2 separate regions of the Mus musculus genome follow, and region 2 is linked to region 1. The links are chromatin contacts, called in public promoter capture Hi-C maps. All regions are on one chromosome and are shown on one strand. The core of a region is the stretch at or near the end of the contact, and the rest is flanking DNA. Distances in the headings are between cores, read along the strand shown. Region 1 holds the start of Car6 (carbonic anhydrase 6). Region 2 holds the start of Eno1 (enolase 1, alpha non-neuron).

Region 1 (3,308 bases), core at 773-3,272:
TAGGCTAGCTTCAAACTCCTGGCAGTCATCTTGTCTTAAACTCATGATGCTCTCCCGGCCTCAGACTCCCAGTTATGAGGAGATCTATTAAACTCTTCAGCAGATATGGGGCTCATGGGGTCAGCAAGGTGGCCCTTACTGCAGGGCCAGCGGCTCAGCAGAGTGGGCAAGACGGACTTGGTGAGACAGTAGAGTGGGGTTTGAATTTGGAGAAGCTCTGAGAGCTGAAGAGGAAGTGCTTTGTGACCTCTGCTCCCTCAGACTGGGGCGATAGCGGTAAGTCACTCCCTTGTCATAAAATGAGAAGTTCAAAAATAATGCCAGCCACCATGCTTCAAGGCTGCTCTGAGGACATAAAGCTACTGCTGAATTCCTTGTGTGTGTGTGTGTGTGTGTGTGTGTGTGTGTGTGTGTGCTGTCTCAAACTCCTATTGGAAACTGAGGGGGAAACTGAGGCACAGAGTAGTTGGGTACCTGGTTCCTTTGCGAATCTTTGGGCTCTTGAGCTTCACGGGTTTAGGATTTCAGTGGGGTCTTCACAGTAATGGATGTTCCCTGATGAAATAAATGGCTGCAGGGAGCCCTCTGAAATATGAGCAATCCACCTCCTCACATACACTTGCTACAGCGACACGCTACCACTTTGCTATCCCAGAGAGCAGATCGATTCTCTGCCAGAGCAGATCAGTTCTTTGCATCTGGCCAGCTCCCTCCAGGAGCCCCACCTGCCTACACCTTTGCGTCTCTGAAGGACATGGGATACGCTGGCTAATCAGGCAGGCATAATACCAATTTCTCTTTCATTATCTACATAGATGCACAAGGATCAGGCAACTTTTGGACTCAGCCTTGGTGTTCCCAAGTGCACTGTAGCTGTCAGAACAAATCCCCAGGAACATAGGAGCACCCACACCTCCTCTACCTCAGTGTCTCCAAGGCATGTGTACAGATGTAGCTCAAAAGCCCAGCTCCATGTTGGCAAGATGGCTCAGCAGGCAAGAGCACTGACTGCTCTTCTGAAGGTCCTGAGTTCAAATCCCAGCAACCACATGGTGGCTCACTACCACCGATAATGAGATCTTACACTCTCTTCTGGTATGTCTGAAGTCAGCTATAGTGTACTTATTTATAATAATAAATAAATCTTTGGGCTGGATCGAGCAGAGACTAAGCAAGTGGGGCCGACCAGAGCTAGCAGAGGTCCTAAAATTCCCAACAACCACATGAAGGTTCACAACAGTCTGTGCAACTACAGTGTACTCACATACATAAAATAAATAAATTTTTGAAAGAAAGAAAGAAAGGAAGAAAGAAAGAAAGAAAGAAAGAAAGAAAGAAAGAAAGGAAGGAAGGAAGGAAGCAGGCTGAGGGCTGGAGAGATGGCTCAGAAGTTAAGAGCACTGGCTGCTCTTCAAAAAAAGAGAAAAGCCTGGCTCCAAGGTCAAGGGCTGGATAAACCTATCTCTGCCTCTAACTGGGCTCCTCCTGTTCTTGCCTAAAGCTAGGATATAAGACTATCTTCCCAGTTGCCTAGCTGGCCAGGGAATGGGGGTCAACCCTTGAGCCATCAGGGATGTTCTTATGTCCACTCTGGGACAGGCAGGAAATACCAACTGGAATCTGGCATGGTTTTCAGACCCTGGTGACTTCACTCAGCAGCCAGGAGAAAGGGCAGAGGACATAAGGCCACTGTCCTGGAAGCCCCTGCTTCCGGGTGCGCTGTGCCTCGGGCTCTTCTCAATCCCTCCAGCTCGCTCATCATCCAAGGTCCACAATGGCTGCACTGTGTGGCCACTGAACTGAGTTCCCAAAGATGTTGAACAACCAGACATGGGCTAATTGGCTATGGTAATGCCCTGGGAGGAGGTGAGGCACGTGCACAGGCACCAAGTCAGAAGGGCCATTGTGGGGAGGGTGTTATTGCTCAGTGGGCGCAGCAAGGGCGGATCAGCCAGCTGGACCTGGTAAATTGTTATTTACAGTTTCTGGGCATTTAAAAGAAGTGCAGCCCAGAACCTGTCCTGCATTCAGGGCTACAGCATCTGCCATGAGGGCCCTGGTGAGCGTGGTGTCCCTGTTCTTCCTGGGCATCCAGGCCCACAGTGATTGGAGCTATTCAGGTAAGCCAACACCTGGCACTTCAGGACAGAGTGACAAAGCAGCCCTCTGCACTGCATGTGGGTCCTCTGTCGGGGTCCACCTGCTCCTTGTGGGTTCACATGTGTTTTGCTATCTCTGAATGAACAACAAATAGACTTAAAACCCCAATGAGTGAGAAGAGGAGACAGGGTTTCCCTGCCTCTGCCTGGCTTTACTTGGCAGCTTTAAAATCTTTCCCCATCCAGGACTGGCTTCTTTGAGAACCCACTTCTCACTGTGAGGTTGTTATTGGTATCAGAATATGTGACAAAATGGCTTCTAGAAAGGACAACCAAGGCCTCATAGAGACTACTAAATCACAGACCGCTTCCTCCTCAGGAATGTGCCTGCTCACAACTCATCCAGGATACCTTGCCTCTGCCAGAGCTCACTGACCTGACCTTCAGATGCTCAGTCAGACTCCTCAAGGAGAATCTTCCCACTTGTAGCTTCCTAGAACTGGGTTGGGGGTCATAGTGCCTGGAGAGGCTGTAGGCTGCTGGATGGTGCAGGAGGCCAGAGGGACATAGGACCAACTCCCTCTCACACAGGACACACATCCAGAGCAGACTATAAGTCCTAGATGAAGGTGACAGTCAGGGACATTGTGGAGGCTCAGATAATCCCGTTCAGAGGGCAGTTCCGTACGTTACCTGTTGGGAGATGGAACGCACGCCTGCCTGGGAGCATGGTGGCTTTTCAGTGTCTTCAGACCGGCAGAGCTTCAGGGGTGACATGAGATGGAGGATTCGTATGGCAAATCCCCATCTTCCTTATGGTTTCGTAGATTCCCATACTGAAGGTCTCCCTCTCACGGCCCCCCAGTGGGCCTGGAGAACAGGGTAACTTTTGTGAATGCCTGAGGTTCTCTGTCTCTTTTCCCCTAGCACTAGGGTTGGAGACCGGCCTTGTATGTGCTACGGAAGCTCTACAGTTGAGCTATGCACCTGGCTCCTTCCCACTAGCCTTGAGACCCAGACCCAAAGCGCTGGATCAAGGGAGGGGCTGTGCTCGAAACTTGGTTTGAATTATTGAGCAGTGGGGAGAAAATAATTAACTTTTTTGTTGACTGCAAACCAAGAGGCCCCAACCCGAGCACCGTGACTAGAACAAGCTGTGTGCTCATTCAAAGCTACCCTGCAAGGATCCACAACTAAAAAGCGCTGAAC
Region 2 (3,585 bases), core at 798-3,297, 36 kb before region 1:
CAATGAAATAAACCACTCCTACAGAAAGCCCTCAGAAGCTACCTGTACTGTGGGCAAATTAAATCCTCTGACTGCATAGAACAGTGTTCTGGCTCCACAGAGAAGGAAGTGGGAAGCAACAGTGAAGGAAGGTCAGAGGTTAAACTGACCTGGAGACCAGAGGGAAATGTGACATTTCAAAGCAGTTTAATTGTGGGAAAAAGAGAAACCCTAATTCATCAAATTGCACCCATGACAAGAGCAGAATATTCAGCTGACACAGATTTGATAACCAGTAAGAAAGTGTGAGGCAGGAGGCCAGAACCCCAAACTCCTTGGCCTGTGGTCAATGATCCTGCCATTCTTGGCCTGGTGGCCATGCTGGCTAGCACGTGGGAGGTCCTGGGTTCAATCTCCGCCATATTTAGGCAAGAGCTAGGACTTCTGGTTAGTACATTTCAAAAGGGCACCTTGTCTCGCTTTTAAAAGGTATTCAAAGTAGATGTTTAATTAGAAAAACATCCTGAGAGGAAGAGGATATTTGGCAACAAACTGCAAGTCCCTTTCTTACTTCTTCCCCAGCAGGCTTTCCAAGAAAGAAACCAAATAGATTCTGTAGCTAAACTGGATGAGACATGAAGACAATACAGCATTCAGAGGCTATTATTATCTAACTAGGTTCCTCACATCTTTTGTGGCAAGCACTGAAGCAAAGGCAGCTTTTTTTTCCACAGAAGTTACTTCTGTGGTTTTGTCTTCTCTAAGACAAAGGATCTTTGTACACTCACCAAGAATAAAGTATCTACTTTTTACCTACCATGTTACAAAACCTTACTATTCCTCAACCATACTCTTTTGTCTTCTCTCTTACTCGCCCGATTCTATGAATGCCAGACTGACCAGAACTCAGTGATCCTCCAGCCTCAGCATCCCTAGCGCTACACTTTCATGTGTGCATCTCCATGGCTGGTTCCTTTATGGGGGCGGAGGAGCACCCACGTGCCACACTTTGCTCTGCAAAGACCTTACAACTTGTAGGAGTTGATCCCTCCCTCCACCCTTTTTATCTAGCTTGGATCTTTAGGCTAGGCAGCAAACGTATTTAACCAAAGGAAGAAAATCTCACCCACTCTGTCTTTATCTGGATTGAACGCCAGACCAAGGGCAGAAAAGTGGACCTATCGGTCAGGCTAATCAGCAGACTAGCTGTGGTCTATCCCGAAAGCGAGTCAGCCAAGGAACCACACTGCCTAGGCCAGAACGAACAGGAAGTTTTCTTAAATGCATCTTAAGTCAGTTCACGGCCGGCTAGTAGCCACCCAGGAAACCTGTAGCTCTTGCCTAATTGCGTCGAGGTCTCCTGAGGGCTTCCCAATTATCCAACGGGACTGCTGCAATTTCCTCTACTCTTAGTACCTAACCGACACTCACAGGTCAGGAATATTCCACAGCAGAGATGGGCTGGACCACTCCCGCCCAGTGACGCTCGATTGCGGTCCAGGAGCTACAGCCCCAGCAGGATCTACTAGGGTGTGGCGCTCTGCCTCTTGGGCATCCTTATTTCTGGCCCTTCCATTCTGAGAAAGGATTTAATGAGCATCGGGGGTTTAAGTTGCTCTCCCTCCCTCTGAAACCTTCCACTTAACTACACAGAAAGTACTTTTCTATTCTCCACGGCCGCGATCATCCGTGGTCTGCATTTGCTGTTGTCTGCTTGGGAACCCGGTTACATTGCAACCCTGAAACTCGGTGATCACTGGTGGGGCTCACACCTCCACCCTCCAAGAGCCTGCGTCCTTCCACGAGGCTGACCCGAGTGCTCCCCGGATAGCGGCTCCCGCCCAGGCTAGTGGGTGCACGTGCCCACCGGGTCCCCAAGCGAAGCTAGTAGGAGAGCTGACCCCGGTGGAGACAAGGACCATACCTGGCAGTAGGATCGCTGCAAAGCAAGGAAAGAGGGTGCCGTGGACACCGAGGAGAGCCTTAAGGACAGACGCGAGCGCGACCCTGTACCGGAGCAGCACTAAGCGCCTCCCACTCTGTCTTCCTTTCCTGCTCGTTAAGCCCCGCCCAGTTCTCCCCTTTCGGGCCCGCCCTCCCTCCGCGCCGCCTCCCCATTGGCTCAGCGTGCCATCACTCCAATAGAAGAGCGTGACCGAGGCGGCCGCTCGGCCTGCCCAGACTAGGGGCGAGGGCACGGGGGCGGGGGTTGTCCTGCCTTTCTGGGCCTAGCCTGCTTGGGGCATAGCTGGAATGCCTGGCGAGCCTCCGGCTGGGAACCTGGGGCCCGGCCGAGGGTCTACGGAGCCCGGATGCGGGGCGGGGCGGGGCTGGGCTGCGCGGCGGGCATGAGGGCTTGAGCCCGCCGCACGTACTCCGAGTCTCACACGCACTCGGCGTGGCTGCGGCGCCACACGTCCGGCCCACGACCTTGCTGATGACCTTCGCGGCTCGGCCCTCCAGCCGGCCAACCCCCCACCGGGAGGTTCTGGAGCCCCCGGCGGTGTGGAAACGTTGATGCGCGGCCAGAGGGCCTCACTCCCGCGTGGAATTGGGTGGGGGTGGGGGGGATGAGGGGGAAATGCATGGATACTGCGCCTGCGCACTGAGCGCCCTCGCCGCTGGTCCTGGCTCTCTGGTGCCATCTGCCAAGGTGACCCCGTCCTTTTGTCCTTGCTGTAGTGAGTCTCAGGCCGAGGTAGCCAAGGGAAAGTGACCTTTCCCTTAATATTACCTAATCATTTGTTACTGTGTGGAGGGTACCGAATCCTACTGTCCAGCTCACGCTAATAAGGCAGTACCTTTGTGCTACACCCACCCAGCCACTCCACCCTACTTTAGAACTTTCCTTACTTCTCTGGTGTACTAGCTCAGTGTGGATTTATTCTTCATCCATGTTAATGTTCCTTTGTTTAAAGATCTAATACTTCTTTCCCCTGCTTGTGGCCTCGATGTTCTTGACCTACCAGTTCTTGAGACTCATACTCAAGTCGTCCCGACGCATTTCTCAAAAGTCTAGACTAGTAATATTCCACAATGATGTGACAAACGTCCGGAAGCGCAGGGTGGAGCCATTTCACCCTTCTGATGAAGAAAATAAAGCTGGTGTTTAACCACAGCTGTGGGTAGGCAGAGGCAGGCGGATTTCTGAGTTCAAGGCCTGCCTGGTCTACATAGTGAATTCTAATTCAGATGGGGCATAGTGATGAGACCTTGTCAAAAAAAAAAAAAAAAGAAAGAGAAAGAAAGAAAGAAAGAAAGAAAGAAAGAAAGAAAAGAAAAGAAAAGAGAAAAAGAAAGAAATGAAGAAAAGAGAAAAAATAAAAGTGATGATAGCTAGCCAGTCAGTGCTAATGTGAGCCTTTAATCTACAGAGCTAGTTCCTGAACAGATAAGTTACAAGGAGAAACCCTGTCCAAAAAAAACCAAACAAACAAACCCAAAACCAAACAATATTTTAAAATAAGACAGACAAACAAAACCCTATCTTGGAACCCACGAGATGGCTCAGGGGCAAAGGCACCTGCAGTCAGTCACACCTGATCAAGCTGTCCTCTGACCTCCATCCCCAACCACAATGTGTAATACTAATCAAAAGAAAAAAAG

Evidence for each region. Capture Hi-C pulls out chosen DNA fragments and counts their contacts.
Region 2: a contact with region 1 is called in a promoter capture Hi-C map of adipose tissue. The contact joins the promoter of Eno1 here to the promoter of Car6 in region 1. A contact is called at or near these places in 15 of 39 promoter capture datasets (3T3-L1-derived adipocytes, the C10 cell line, the HPC-7 cell line and 10 more), 2 of 15 datasets of contacts at CTCF or cohesin (embryonic stem cells and large pre-B cells), 88 of 484 Hi-C or Micro-C datasets (the AML12 cell line, the AtT-20 cell line, B cells and 67 more), 30 of 115 datasets of contacts at active chromatin or transcription factors (the 230-238 cell line, DN3 thymocytes, the HPC-7 cell line and 19 more) and 4 of 9 other capture datasets (adipose tissue, liver, macrophages and 1 more).

Annotation. Positions count from the first base shown.
Region 1 is chr4:150,199,849-150,203,156 of GRCm38.p6, reverse strand. It overlaps Car6 (carbonic anhydrase 6), which reads left to right and starts at 2,022. Exons shown (of 8, transcript NM_009802.2): 1 at 2,022-2,120. The coding sequence starts at 2,048.
Region 2 is chr4:150,235,659-150,239,243 of GRCm38.p6, reverse strand. Eno1 (enolase 1, alpha non-neuron) reads right to left here and starts at 2,047. Exons shown (of 12, transcript NM_023119.2): 1 at 1,904-2,047.